Regions from separate parts of the Mus musculus genome. Here all the other regions are linked to region 3. A link is a contact called in public Hi-C and promoter capture Hi-C data. All regions are on one chromosome and are shown on one strand. Each heading gives the region's core, a stretch centred on a gene start, on an enhancer-like site or on the middle of the called end of the contact. The rest is flanking DNA. Distances are from core to core; before and after follow the strand shown. Region 1 overlaps Car5a (carbonic anhydrase 5a, mitochondrial). Region 2 holds the start of 1700018B08Rik (RIKEN cDNA 1700018B08 gene). Region 3 holds the start of Jph3 (junctophilin 3).

Evidence for each region. Hi-C and Micro-C count contacts between places; a contact is called where the count stands out from the background. Capture Hi-C pulls out chosen DNA fragments and counts their contacts.
Region 1: a Hi-C map of the N1E-115 cell line shows a contact between it and region 3, with 4 times the contacts expected there. The contact joins the enhancer-like site here to the promoter of Jph3 in region 3. A contact is called at or near these places in 1 of 39 promoter capture datasets (cranial neural crest), 21 of 484 Hi-C or Micro-C datasets (B cells, the BV-2 cell line, the N1E-115 cell line and 14 more), 1 of 115 datasets of contacts at active chromatin or transcription factors (stem cell-derived neural progenitor cells) and 2 of 9 other capture datasets (embryonic stem cells and liver).
Region 2: a promoter capture Hi-C map of liver shows a contact between it and region 3. The contact joins the promoter of 1700018B08Rik here to the promoter of Jph3 in region 3. A contact is called at or near these places in 15 of 39 promoter capture datasets (the 3T3-L1 cell line, 3T3-L1-derived adipocytes, the HPC-7 cell line and 7 more), 8 of 484 Hi-C or Micro-C datasets (the Ba/F3 cell line, the G1E-ER4 cell line, embryonic stem cells and 1 more) and 3 of 9 other capture datasets (embryonic stem cells, liver and pancreatic islet).

The regions. Positions count from the first base shown.
Region 1 is chr8:121,923,690-121,927,961 of GRCm38.p6, reverse strand. It overlaps Car5a (carbonic anhydrase 5a, mitochondrial), which reads left to right. Exons shown (of 7, transcript NM_007608.2): 3 at 761-879; 4 at 4,100-4,195. Among named protein-coding and RNA genes, the nearest start is that of BC048644, 18 kb to the right of the region's middle. Within about 2 kb of position 1,916, at least 13 of the 459 cell types and tissues checked have an H3K27ac peak or open chromatin away from gene starts, as enhancers often do. A contact at or near this core is called in the N1E-115 cell line and bone marrow-derived macrophages, where this site is marked.
Region 2 is chr8:121,541,735-121,546,138 of GRCm38.p6, reverse strand. It overlaps 1700018B08Rik (RIKEN cDNA 1700018B08 gene), which reads left to right and starts at 1,811. Exons shown (of 9, transcript NM_001382232.1): 1 at 1,811-1,848; 2 at 1,983-2,135; 3 at 3,918-3,969. The coding sequence starts at 2,102. 1700030M09Rik (RIKEN cDNA 1700030M09 gene) reads right to left here and starts at 1,751. Exons shown (of 3, transcript NR_045903.1): 1 at 1,417-1,751; 2 at 782-872.
Region 3 is chr8:121,727,626-121,732,044 of GRCm38.p6, reverse strand. It overlaps Jph3 (junctophilin 3), which reads right to left and starts at 1,486. Exons shown (of 5, transcript NM_020605.3): 1 at 1,041-1,486. The coding sequence starts at 1,422. It overlaps Gm46065 (predicted gene, 46065), which reads left to right and starts at 1,568. Exons shown (of 3, transcript NR_165833.1): 1 at 1,568-2,248.

The sequences.
Region 1 (4,272 bases), core at 667-3,166, 200 kb before region 3:
AGGTTCAGAGGTTCAGTCCATACTCATCAAGGCAGGCATGGTGCAGGCAGAGCTGAGAGTTCTACATCTTCATCTGAAGGCTGCTCGTGGAAGACTGACTTCCAGGCAGTTAGGATGAGGGCTTTAAAGTCCATACCCACAGTGACACACCCACTCCAACAAGGACACACTCACTCCAACAAGGACACACCTTCTAATAGTGCCACTTCCTGGGCCAAGCATACACAGACCATCACAGTCAAGGGGATCAGAAATTCAAAGCCATCCTTGGTTACAAACAGAATCCATTGCCAGCTTGAGCCACATGAGACGCTTTCTCAGAAGAAAAGAAACTCTTTGGAACTCCTTGTAGGATTAGCACACATCTCAGAAATCATCCTGTGTCTCTGTGTAGTCACATGTAGAGACTCGAGGTTCTTACCGCCATCTAGTGACTGTGCTCGGAGTTGGCCTTCCGCTATCCTAGACCTTAGTGTGAACCTGCTGTGGTAGGCTCTGCTCTAGGACTGAGGTGGCCATACCCTGGCCGGGCTCACCTTTCATGGACCTCCCTGGGTTTTGCAGCACAGCGATCGGGGTGTGTGTGTGTGTGTGTGTGTGTGTGTAGAAGGTTGCCCCCATCACACACAGATACACACAGACACACACAGACACACACACACACACACACACACACACACAGACACACACACACACACACGGAGACAGTGCTGGGCCTACTCAGTAGTCCAGGTTCATGTGTCTCTTCTCTTGCTTGCAGGGATCAGCGGTGGGCCTCTGGGAAACCACTACAGGCTGAAGCAGTTTCATTTCCACTGGGGAGCAACAGATGAATGGGGCTCAGAGCACGCAGTGGACGGCCATACCTACCCAGCTGAGGTTCGTAAACACTGTGAGACAACACACGATTGGGTGCTTTCAATCTCAGTCCGACTACAGGGTGACTAGACCTCACTGTCGCCTTACACACACACACACACACACACACACACACACACACACACTTACAAAGTGCCCAAAAGCAGCTGAACCCACTTAATTATCGCTGCTTTATATGGTGAAGTGGAAGGGGGTGCCTCTGTGGGCCCAGGCTGAAACACCCCCTTCCCCTTGAGGTACCAGCCACACGATGAAAATAGTACCTCGGATATAGTATGAATAGAGTTTATTTAGGGTATGGGGAGGGCAATTGAGGGGGTAGAGACAGAGAACGGCAGAGAGAGAGGAGAGAGGGGGAGGGGATAGGGGAGAAAAGGGACAGAGAGGCTAAGAGAGTAAGAGATTAAGAGGGTAAGAGAGTGAGAGAGAGGAGGGACAAATAGCCCCCCCTTTTTAAAAAGAGTTATGTATTTAGTTTATGTATGTGAGTACATTGTAGCTGTCTTCATGCATACCAGAAGAGAGCATCGGATTCCATTACAGATGTTTGTGAGCCACCGTGTGGTTGCTGGATCTCTGGAAGAGCAGTCAGTGCTCTTAATCACTGAGCCATCTCTCCAGCCCAAAACAGCCTCTTTTATAGTGAGTCAGGCATACCTGGCTGCTGCCAGGCAACTGTGGAGCGGAGCCTAGAAGAAATGCTAACACAGGTGACCACCAAAAATAAATCAAAGAAGCTGAGGCGATGTCTGGAGACCTCTGGGCACGACATCACCGACATTTTCCAACAGAATGGAAAATGGAAGCCGGGCGTGGTGGTGCACACCTTTAATCCCAGCACTAGGGAAGCAGAGGCAGGCAGATTTCTGAGTTCGAGGCCAGCCTGGTCTACAAAGTGAGTTCCAGGATAGCCAGAGCTATACAGAGAAACCCTGTCTCAAAAAAACAGAAAAAAAATGAAAGGAAGAAAGAAAAAAGGAAAAAGAAAAATGGAGCGTCCGTGTGGTGATAAACCATAAGGTTACTACCTCAGCTCTCAAATTGCCGGATTGCCATAATTACCTTGTCACTCCCATCTCTGCCCCCTCCTCTTCTCACCCTCTGCCTTCCACCCCCAACAATTGGATGTACACTCAATATTTTGGCTCTCATCGATCTCTGGTTGGAGACGTGAACCAGAGTCTAGCTAAAGCCACAGATGGGAGTCCAGTGGTTGTTGTTCATTCGGAAGTGATACGTGTGGCCACTAGAGGGCGCACAGCGTCTATCCTCAGCTAGTGGCAATCAAAGTTCTTGTGAGCAGACCCTGGTCCCTGAAGATTCATGGTTAGGCACAATTGAGAATGCCTCTACCCCAGCTTTTGTGCTTAGGGGAAACTTGTGCCCTGTGCTGTATCCAAGGAGCCCCGGAACTCCCTCTGACAAAGCCGTCATATTTGCACGGAACCCACGCACATCCTTCTATGTAGCCATCCTCAGCTCTAACATAGAGGACTCAGATATACATAAAATAAATCTTTTTTTTTCTTTTTTTCCTTTTCTTTTTTTCTTTTTGTTTGTTTTTTCGAGACAGGGTTTCTCTGTGTAGCCCTGGCTAACCTGGAACTCACTTTGTAGACCAGACTGGCCTCGAACTCAGAAATCCGCCTGCCTCTGCCTCCCAAGTGCTGGGATCAAAGGCGTGCGCCACCACGCCAGGCTCATAAAATAAATCTTAAGAGAGAGACAGAGACACTAACATACTATGAGTCCAACTTGAATAGTTGTTGCTATTTATTTCATTTCAAGAAGAACACTGGGGGCTGGAGAGGTAGCTTAGTGGTTAAGAGCACTGACTGCCCTTTCGAAGGTCCTGAGTTCAAATCCCAGCAACCACATGGTGGCTCACAACCATCCATAATGAGATCTGATTCCCTCTTCTAGGGTGTCTGAAGACAGCTACAGTGTATTTACATAATATAGTAAATAAATAAATCTGTAAAGAAAAAGAAAAACACTGACGTAATATTTTTATTCCAAATAGATACAAAATCCTTGGGTGGGAAGATAGAGTGCCCCCTGGCTGACACAGAGGCCTTCTTGCTGCCTTATGAAGGACTCTGCTTTATTTCTTCCCGTTGTGAATTCCCCCAGTGCCTCACAAGGCATGTAAGGTCTACAACCTTACATGCAAGAAATAGAAGGGTTACAAAATAAAGACAGGGCAGAGTCCAGGGTCAGACGCCAGGTATGATGTTCGGGGACTTACCTCTCTGAGAAACTGCTCAGTGCTGACAGTCCAGCGTCTTATCTGGTGACCCTTGTTCCAAGTGACATGTCGGTACAGATGATCAAACTACTCACTTCTGTCTTGACAACTCAAAACACTTTTTTTCTCTCTCTTTTTTTTTCATTTTTCATTTTTTTCTCATTTTGGAAATGCTCTTGAACTTGCTGGGGATTGAACACAGGCCAATGTTTTATTATTGTTGTTGTTGATGTTATTAAAGATTTGTTTTATGGTTGAGTGCTCTATCTGCACGTACACCTGTGTGACATAAAAGGGCATCAGATCTCATCACAGATGGTTGGGAGCCACCATGGGGTTACTGGGAATTGAACTCAGGACCTCTGGAAGAGCAGTCAGTGCTCTTAACCACTCAGCCATCTCTCCAGCCCCCAGGCCAGTATTCTTAACTGCACACTTCCTCCAACAAGCCCACCCTCTTAAACTTCCTTAAACAGTGCCTCCCCCACCCCTACTGGAGACCAAATGTTCAAATACACAAGTTCATGGTGGACAGTCTCATTCAAGCCACCGCAACCCTTACGGAGTGTATGCAGACGGGAACACGCCCTGGTGGAGGCCCGGACTGTGTACGTGGAGAAAGTGGGTAAAAGGAAGCTTGCATACAATGCTTGCCTCTTCTGACTGTGGACGTGATGTGACGAGTGGCCTCAGGCTCCTGCTGCCTTGAGTTGCCCGCCATAATAAACGGTACCTTTGAACCGTGAGCTAAAATAAACCCTTTCTCCTTCCGGTTGTCTTTGTCTGGGTGTAGTGTCACAGCGGCAGGAAGGGAAAGTAAAGCAAGAGTCTTCTCCCTCTCTTCCGGCCACCAGCACTTTGAGTACGCATGTGACAATGGCGTGACCCATGGGTGTGCCGGACGGAGAGTGGCGTGGCTGCTGTTTCTGCTGCACTGCGCTGTGTTAACATTCTCTTTCTACCCTGTTTCAGCTCCATCTGGTTCACTGGAATTCCACGAAATATGAAAATTACAAGAAAGCCTCCGTGGGGGAGAACGGGCTGGCGGTCATCGGCGTGTTTCTGAAGGTAGCGTCTGCTGGGCGGCCACGCCTCTCGCACTGAGAATGGCGGGTCCGGTCATCAACAATGGCCTTTCGCACACT
Region 2 (4,404 bases), core at 562-3,061, 190 kb after region 3:
TCCTGTCACTTCAGACTCTCAGGTCTTGGAATCACAACGAGCTGGTCCCACCACACCTGCACATCCTACTCGAATCTAACAGTACACACTGTTAACTGTCTATGTGATTTATCCTGCAGACTTGGGCTTCTCACTTACAGCCGTCTGTCCCATGGCGGTCGTTTCCCTGCTGAGTCTATGTAACTGCCCGTGTCGGGGTTCCCCCGTCCCGCAGCACCTGTCAGTCACACTCCTGCACGGCTCACTGGCTGACTAGTATTCTGGGGGTGGGTGTACCTCAAGCTTCTCCTGCTATGAGATCTTGGGTTATTTGCAGTTGGGCATCCTGTGAATAGCTCTACACACCCTGGCATATCGTTTGTGTGGGTAGGGTCTTCAGAGTACAGCGAGGCACTGTGGGGGGGGGGGGGAGTCACAGCCTCCAGAACCTGCCCAGGGCTGGAGAGATGACTCACTGGTTATGAGCACTACCTGCTCTTGCAGAGGACTTGGGTTTTGTATCCAGAATCCATATGACAGCTCACAGCCATCTTATAACTCCAGTTCCAGGGGCTTCTGTGCCTTCTTCTGGCACTGTGGGTGCCGTGTGGATGTGCCACACTAACATATATTCAGGCAAACACACATACACAGAAATACTTCAACAACAACAAAAACCAACCCTGCTTCGATCTGACAGTGGCTGCACCATCTTGCTTTCCCTCCCGCACAGGAAGGAGCATGTCCTCGAAGCTCCTCACTGTCCCCGCCATCCCTCCTTACAGGCCACAGTGGTGCCCACCTCTTAATGGCCAGGGTGGCCTCTTTCTGTATGCACACTGGGATGGTGGCCATGTACGACGGGATGTTTGTTCAAGGTCTCTGCACTGTCCCTGTAGAAGATGCCAGTGGAGAAGTGTGGGAAGGAGAAAGGACACAAGGAGCCACCTGAGTAGGGAACACCTGGGCTGGAGACTGGGGAGGAGTCCACATGGGCTAGTGGCTGGCTGGAGCTAGGCATAGCCCTGCCGTTCTGCGGAGAATGGCTGGTGACAGGCAGAACATTTCGGGCTGAGGGGACAGGAGGCTTCATAGAGGGAGCACATGGCACCGTGGAGCAGCAAGGAGCACCGTCGGGGAAGGAGGCTGAGCTGTAGAGTTGGATGGAGTCTCTCGTGTGTGGCTCTTCAGCGTTATCTACTGCCCCAGGAGCCGTGATAAGGATTGTGGCTCCCTGAGCGTCACAGAAGCCCCCGAAGGGGCTGAGGATATACCTGGATTGCCTTGCTAAGAATGGCCTCCAGGTTGCTAAGATAGCTGCAGTGAGGCCTGCAGATATAGTTTCCTGGCTGTCTAGGTGTGGATGAGGAGCTAGAGAGGGTCAGATGTGGGGCAGAGCTGAGAGAACAGCTGGGGGTTGGGTCTGACTCCACTTGCCTGTGCCCCAGTGAGGCCATGATGCAGCCGATTGCTGCCTGGGGTGGGGGGGCACCAGTCTGTGGCTGATCTCTGGAGCTTGCTGCGTGGAGCTGCTGGATCACTCTGGACACCAGGTCTGGACAGCTGCTCCGGGCTCAACGAAGCATTCTCTGGAGTCCTGTGCTAGGTGGGCCTTTTGAAGACAACCACTCAGAAAGTTTCCACTGAGCCTTCCGCACCCGGAGCCCGGGAGACCTCGTTTCTGTCCACGCCTGCAGCTTCTGGGCCTATGCTGCCCTTCTGGAGCCAGGAGGGGGACAAGGGCTGCCTGAGAGGAATGGCTTGTCCCCGTCATCACTGTGGAGCCTCTGTTCCCAGCATTCCATAGTTCCATTGGAAGGCTGGCTTCCACGGAGTACCATGGTTGTGGGGGACACAGACGGTGCACAGGCAAGTAGGTGGCTGCCTCTCCCACACACTTCAAGGGAGCCCTAGGACCATGGGGAGCAGGCTGACAGGCGTCTGGGGAGTAGCAAGTTATTAGAACCCGTGTGGGCCTCTTCCCTTTCCCGCTCTGATGATAGTGAGGATGATGGTGGTGATGCTGTGTCCCACAGCACACTGGAGGGCAGAGTGAAGAAAGACCAGTCACAACCACTGAAAGAACTGGGACGTGTCACCACTGGAGACAGGGAACAAAGGGATGGCCATGATACCAGCGACCCCAGGAGGAAAAGGTAATGGCCAAGCTGGCTGAGCTGACAGAGTGTCAACCCCCGGGAAGCTCACAATACCACAGTAGGGCAAGACGCTAAGAGCCCTGTAGCAAGGGCACGAGACAAGACATGTAACTGACTCTAGTCGGAGGTGCTGGGGTGACCTTGTCTTAGAACCCTCCAACGTCCAGCCTGACAGACCTGGGAAGTGTCCGCAGGAGGAGGGAATATATGTAGTCTGGTCTATCCTGGAACCAGGCTGGCCTCCAACTCTAAGAGATCCACCTGCTTCTGCCTCTCTGAGTATTGGGACTAAAGGCATATACTGCCCCTGCCTGCCTGATTTTTATTTTATATAATTTTAAAAAGATTTATGTATATGAGTATACTGTCGATGTCTTCAGACCCACCAGAAGAGGGCGTCAGATCGCATGACAGATGGCTGTGAGCCACCAAGTGGTTGCTGGGAATTGAACTCAGGACGTCTGGAAGAGCAGGCAGTGCTCTTAACCCCTGAGCCATCTCTCCAGACCCTTATTTTTTCATCTTGTTTTATTTTATTTTATTTTTGCATTTTGAGTCAGGGTTCCTCAGTAGTCTAGGCTGGCCTGGAAGTCTTGACATCCGTCATGCTCTCAAATGGTCTTCAGGCTCCAGGCTCAGCCTCCTGAATAGCTGGGATCCTCTTTCCTGCAGCTTCGACACCTCAGCTGTGGGCTTGCTGTGCTTTCTAGAATGGCTATGGCAGCCATTCTTCTTTCTCTGTATCCACGGGTGTTTCTTTTTGCTGAGTTGTTTCTTGTTGTTTACTAGCAGGGGCCCGGCACCCCGCTGCACCAGCCGCTACCACAGTGCCTGCCCCAGCCCACCAGGTCTCTGGGCTGTTGCCAGCTGTGGACTGTCGGTCTGTGGCGCGAAGCCGAGGGACTGTGGGGGAGGGGAAGGACCCCTTTGGTGGGTGTTGACTGTCCGCGGGGTGCTGGGAAGAACTTGAGATCCTCTAGGGGCAGACCCCCAAGACAGGAATCCAAAGTCGTCACAGGGACTCAGGAAACAGATGAGAAGGTCGGCCAAGGGGCGGACCCCAGAGTCATGGGGTGGTTTTAGGGATGTGCTCTGGAGTGGTTGCCATGGCAGCACGGAGGCAGGGGCAGGTATCCACACCCCCCATCCTCTGCTAAGGGCAGCCCCTGGAGGGAGCCAAAGTCTGTTCCCTTCACCAGTCCAGGTGGCAGCTTTGTTCCCTCGGTATTTAACTTTGGCAGTTCTATGTAAATTGTGGATTTTAACCCCTGCCTGAAGTATGACTGGATTTTCTCCCGTAACAGCTGTGGGCTGTTTCGGAACAGGCAGTTGAGATGTAAGGGAGTACTCGCCTTCCACTATGTGGGTCCCGGGATCGAACTCAGGTTGTCAGGCTTGGCAGCAGGAGCACTCTCCTGCTAAGCCATCTCACGGGTCCCAAACGCTAAGTCTGGTCTGACCAAAGCCCTGGATGGCAACATTTCTTTTAAGTTACAATTCATGCACGTCTGACCGGCGCGCACATGCGAAGCCCAGGTTCTCCAAGCTGTCACCGTATTTGATAACAAACGGCTTTGAGTAGAGGTGTGTCTCTGATGGTATCTGGGATGCACAGAGTGAATGTATCTGACAGGCTGTGAAGTTCTGGTCCACCAAGCTGTTACTCTACTTGATAACACATGGCTTTGGGGATCCCTGGTGGTATCTGCGACCCAAAGAGGAATTTAGCCCATGGGGACCCCCTTTGGTCCGGTCCTACCTCCCTCTGTCTCTTTACAGGGGATCGGGACCGGGTAGTCCTACGCGCGCACAGATCCATCCACAGAAAATGGTGAGTGTCTTCGGGCTGGTCTCCATGTCCACCCAGGCGACGAGAGGATATGGAGCTCGAGCCAAATGTCCTCTCTGTCCCACTGCTCCCATGAGCCACCTGCGAGTAGCCAATCAGCTGTCAGCTCAGTGCACACCCGAATACGACAGCTCCCGATTGGCTGATCGAGGGCCAATCAGCAGGTCGAGCGGGAAGCTGTTGAGAAGCAGCGCAACCCTCTGGCTTTAGTGAGGACCTTGGAGGCTCTGGTCCGACTGGCTGTATAGCACATGCCCAACACAGTGCATCATGACAGATCAGGTCAGCCCAGAGTCCACACGGGTGACCTCGGAGCTCACCTGTGAGTGCCGGGAGCCCCGAGGCTGCCCAGTCCAGCGGTAGCGCAGTGGCGACCTACTCTTTCCAACCTTGGAAATGTCAGGAGCAGGCCTTCAG
Region 3 (4,419 bases), core at 237-2,736:
CAGAAGCCCAAGTCATTGCTGCGGCTCCTCCGCTCCCTTCCCAGGCATCCGTGCAGAAAAGCCCGATGCCGCCCAGGCCCAGAGGGAGGCAAGAGAACAGCCTCTTGGGATAAGCGCCCCGAGGGGGAGGGGACCTACAGGCAGAGTCTGCTTTAGGGTCTGACTTCCAGGACCTAAAACTATTCCCGAGGTCTCAGCGCTGCTGAGGAGTGGTGACATTGGAGTGAAGGCTGCCAAGCCAACCGGGACTTCTGAACAGAAACCATCACACTGGTAGTTGCCTGGCTTCCGGCACCGGCTCTGCCCTGACTGTGGTGGCATCTTACACTGGAGGCGCAGAGCGATTCCCTAAACTAAAGGTGAAAATGATTCAGCCACTGAATGGCCAGATTCCTGGGCTCCCGCTAAACAGATGGGCCTCCTCCCTCCCTCCCTTCAGCAGCCTGCTTCGACAGCCTGTGTCCAACCACCTAGAAGTTTATTGCCTTGCTGTTTGGTTTGGTCGGCATCCCCCGCCTCTGGCGCTCCCAGCGCTCCCTCTCCATTGGCCTGGGTTGCTTTAGGACTGAGGGAGGCCCTGGGCACCGCAGGAAAACAAGAAACCAACGAGGGTCTGACTCTGGGGATACCAGGAAGGCAATGCCAAAAGAGGGGAAGGGTCTACCTCCAGCCCCCTCCAGCCTTGGCAGGTCCCAGAGGTGGCGGAGGACCCGGCCTGGCCTTCTGGCAGGTGCAGATCTCTGGCCTGCTCCTCAGGATATGCTGAGACTTTGGCTCGGCTGCTGCGGCAGGGGCCGGGCCCTGCTGCTGGAGAGCCCCCAACCCTTCCTTGGGTTGGCATGGGCCACTGTCCCCATCAAGCGTGGGGCAACCTGTGGCCAGGGGCCCGCTGAGGCCTCCTGGGAATCTAGGAGATGCCCCAGGAGCCCACAGCCCAACTGGAAGGCGAGGCTCAACTTCCCGGGAGATAAACAGAAGGAGAAAGAGGGGGACGGTCCTCATTCCTCCCCCCGCCCCCGCCGCCTGCCGCCCGCACCTACCTCCATCCGAGTAGGTCTCCGTGCCGTAGCCATCCTGCAGTCCGTTGCTCCAGGTCCCTTCGTATTTGGCTCCGTTGCCCGTGCACTCCCGCACCCCGTAGCGCCCCTTAAATCCGTGCGTCCACTCGCCCTTGTACACCCACTTCCCCTTGCTCTCCAGGCCGATGCCGTGGCGCTTGCCCTGCGCCCAGGTGCCTTGGTACGTGTTGCCGCTTGGCCAGGTGTAGACGCCCAGCACCTCAAAGCCGTGGCTCCACGAGCCGGTGTATTCGCCCTGGCCCTTCGGGCCGGTGCAGACGCCATGGCCGTGCGCCTTGCCGTCCTCCCAGCCTCCGCAGTAGGACCCTCCATCGTCAAAATTAAACCTACCCCCACTGGACATGCATGTAACGCGGTTTGCGAATCCCGCAAGCGGTGAAAAAAAAAAAAAAAAAAAAAAAAAAAGAAACAAGGCGATCAACAAACCGGAGTCTTGGTTGGCTGGCTGGCTTTTTGTTGCGATGCTCTTTTCGGGGGGGTGGGGGGGGGGAGGACGAAGCACGCCCGCGACCCCGCGCGCGGACCGGCGGCGGCGTCTAGGTCCGCCAGCGGCGATTGTTCATTTTCGAGCTGCGCCGGAGCCTGACCAGCGTCTCGCGCTCCCGCTGGAGACAGGACCGGGAGGAGGCGGGGGAGGGGCGGCGCAGGGCGGGGGAGCGGCTGGTGCCCGCGGCTCCACCTCGCCGCCAGGGCCCCTCGCCGCGCGCCCCGGGAGCGGGAGGGCGCGGGGCGCGGCTCAGGCCCGGGCGGCGGGGCCCGCGGGCGGCGGCGCGCGCGGCTGCACCGATCCCGGCCGGACCGGGCAGCGGCACTGCGGCGGCGGCTTGCGCTCCGAGCCCCGGCAAGCGCGCGGCCGCCTGGAGAGGGGCGCTGGCGGGCGCGCGCGCGCGCACGCGAGGACCCCGGGGCGCCCTGCCCCTCCCCTGGCCCGGGGTCCGGCCGGCGCGCCCCAGTCTCCGCTGCCAGGGGCTGGGATTTAAAGGGACAGGAACTGCGTAACGGGAAGGAACCGGGCACCGCGAGCGCACGCCGCGGTGGGGAGCCGGGAGGAGGCGCGGGCGCCGCAGGCAATCGAGGGCCGCGCGGTCCCCACCCCGCTACCTCCGGGGACACCCGCACCGCGGCCCGTGCGGGCCACGACTTGACTGAGAGGCTCCTGCCAACCACAGGTGGTTTCTCCCTGTGACACACTCTCTCCTCCTTCTTTCAGGGCCGCTGGGGGGTCCCCGGGGAGGCGCTCACCTTCGAAAACACACCTTTAGCGAATAGCGTTTAGCCCCTCTAAAAATTAATAGAAAGTTGGGTCACACGTTTGCATCTTGGAGCAAAGCCACCCCAATCCCGTGGGCCTTGCGCCCTGGCCAACAGGTATCCCCCCCACTCCAGAAGCTGTCGCTCTTTGGGGTTACCACTCCGCGGTTACTAGGTCTCTCTCTCTCCCTCTCTCTCTCTCTCTCTCTCTCTCTGTCTCTCTCTGTCTCTCTCTCTCTCTCTCATTACCCACCCCCACCAAGAGATGCTAGCATCATGGGACTAATTGAAAATGCATTTCCTGGACCATCAATCCGAAGACAGGAGCCCACATCCCCTGCCCTCCCGGACTGCATGCAGGGAATGGCAGCGGGCATTGCAGTGGGCTGAGGAGGAGGGGGTCTGCATGGCTTCACAGTTGCACAGGGTTGGGGTTAGTGGGGGTTGGTGGTGACAAGAGACCCAGTAAGCCCCGGTGGTGGGGAGTCCCTGACTGGGAGCAAAAGAGGTGCATGGTGGCACCTGCAGCCAGCCGGGGTCATCGGGGCGCTTCCAGAACCCCAGATCTCAACCCCAACCCCAACTCCTTGTCTTAAGCACAACAACCTCTCCTTAAGGCCCACCAGTCAGATGGTGGCATCCTCTTTTCTCCCCAAAGGCTTTGAGAAGCTGTCAGTTCCTGTTCTGTATCCGAGGTTTCCAGCCACTCTGGTCCTTGAGTCAGGGTTTGCCTTCAAATGGCCTATGGTGGACTTCAGGGTGCATCACATCTTGGACTTGATTGGAAGTTAGCATGCATAGCCCACCATCACCAAGCAGACACACATCAGCCTGCCGTATACCTGGAGGGCAGAAAATCTCCAATCTCCCAGACTTTGTTTCTGTGTGTTCCAATGTGTTAATGGACTATGAGCCAGTGGGATGAGTCTGTTAGCTTATTACGAGGATGTGGTCAAGTGGGCCACAGACTCATCTTCTATAGGCTGGGCTTCACATCCTGATTCCAGGCTGTGTGGCTTTGGGTAGCCACTTCATGTCTCTGTGCTCAGTTGCCTGACCTGTAAAATGGGACTAACAGTTCTAGTTGAGTCCCAGTGAGAATCCAAGGACCAGGTATCCAGCATCCAGTGAGGGTGAGGGAGTAGGACTGTCACTGGGATCGTGATGGGGAGGCTGAGCTCTCAACCTGCCACTCCTTCCCCTACACTGTAGGGATAAACCATGCCTGGCAACACACTGTGTCTTCCATTTTATTTCCTGCCCCCCTTTTGCTGACTCTGCAGCCCTTGCTCACACAGCACTGCATGGCAAATACATTCCCTCTGGTAAGTGATGCTGGTCTCCAGCCAGATACTGGGTACTGCTACCCCCAACCACACATGCCTTTTGCTCTCTGCCATTCTGCCCACCCTCCCCTGAACCCCACCTCTCATCTCCCACTGCCAGGGTCACTCAGGCCGTGTGACTTGCTCTGGTCTCTGGAGCAAAGACATTTGAGGCGTGTTTGTGCAGTTTGGAACCGTTTGCCCCATAAAGTAGGGCTGGAGGTATTGATTGCATTTCAGAGGAATTTTGCCAGAGTGATTTAAACACAGTACCACCCAGCAACTTAAAACAAGAGCCAAGGAAGAGGCAAAGCTGCCCTCGCAAGCAGGGTTCTGCAGCCTCTCACTGGGGATGAAACCAGAGCCTTGTGTGCTCATGTGCTAGGCAAGCGCTCTACCACTGAGCTGCAGCCTCAATCCTCCCGCCTCAGTCCTCCATGAACTCTCTGGGTGCTGAGCTTGGCTGGAAACCTGGCCTCGGTGACCTCAGGTGGAATCACAGGCTCTCCTTGTCTAGAAGATCGCCTGGCCCCTCTGGATAAAGAGCTTTGCTAATGAGAAAATAGTAACAGTTGAGGTCCCAGGTTCTATATCTCTTTGTTGTTTGCTTCTCTTGCTCCATGCCCAGGATGTTTTCTGGTTGTAACTCCATGGTGTGTGGGGGCGGGGAGGGGGGGTTGGCGCTCTACCTCCTCTATGCAGAAATCTCCTTTTTATCTCCAATGAACCTGCTTGTCTCTTTGAAAGAACTCAGCCATGGGCTG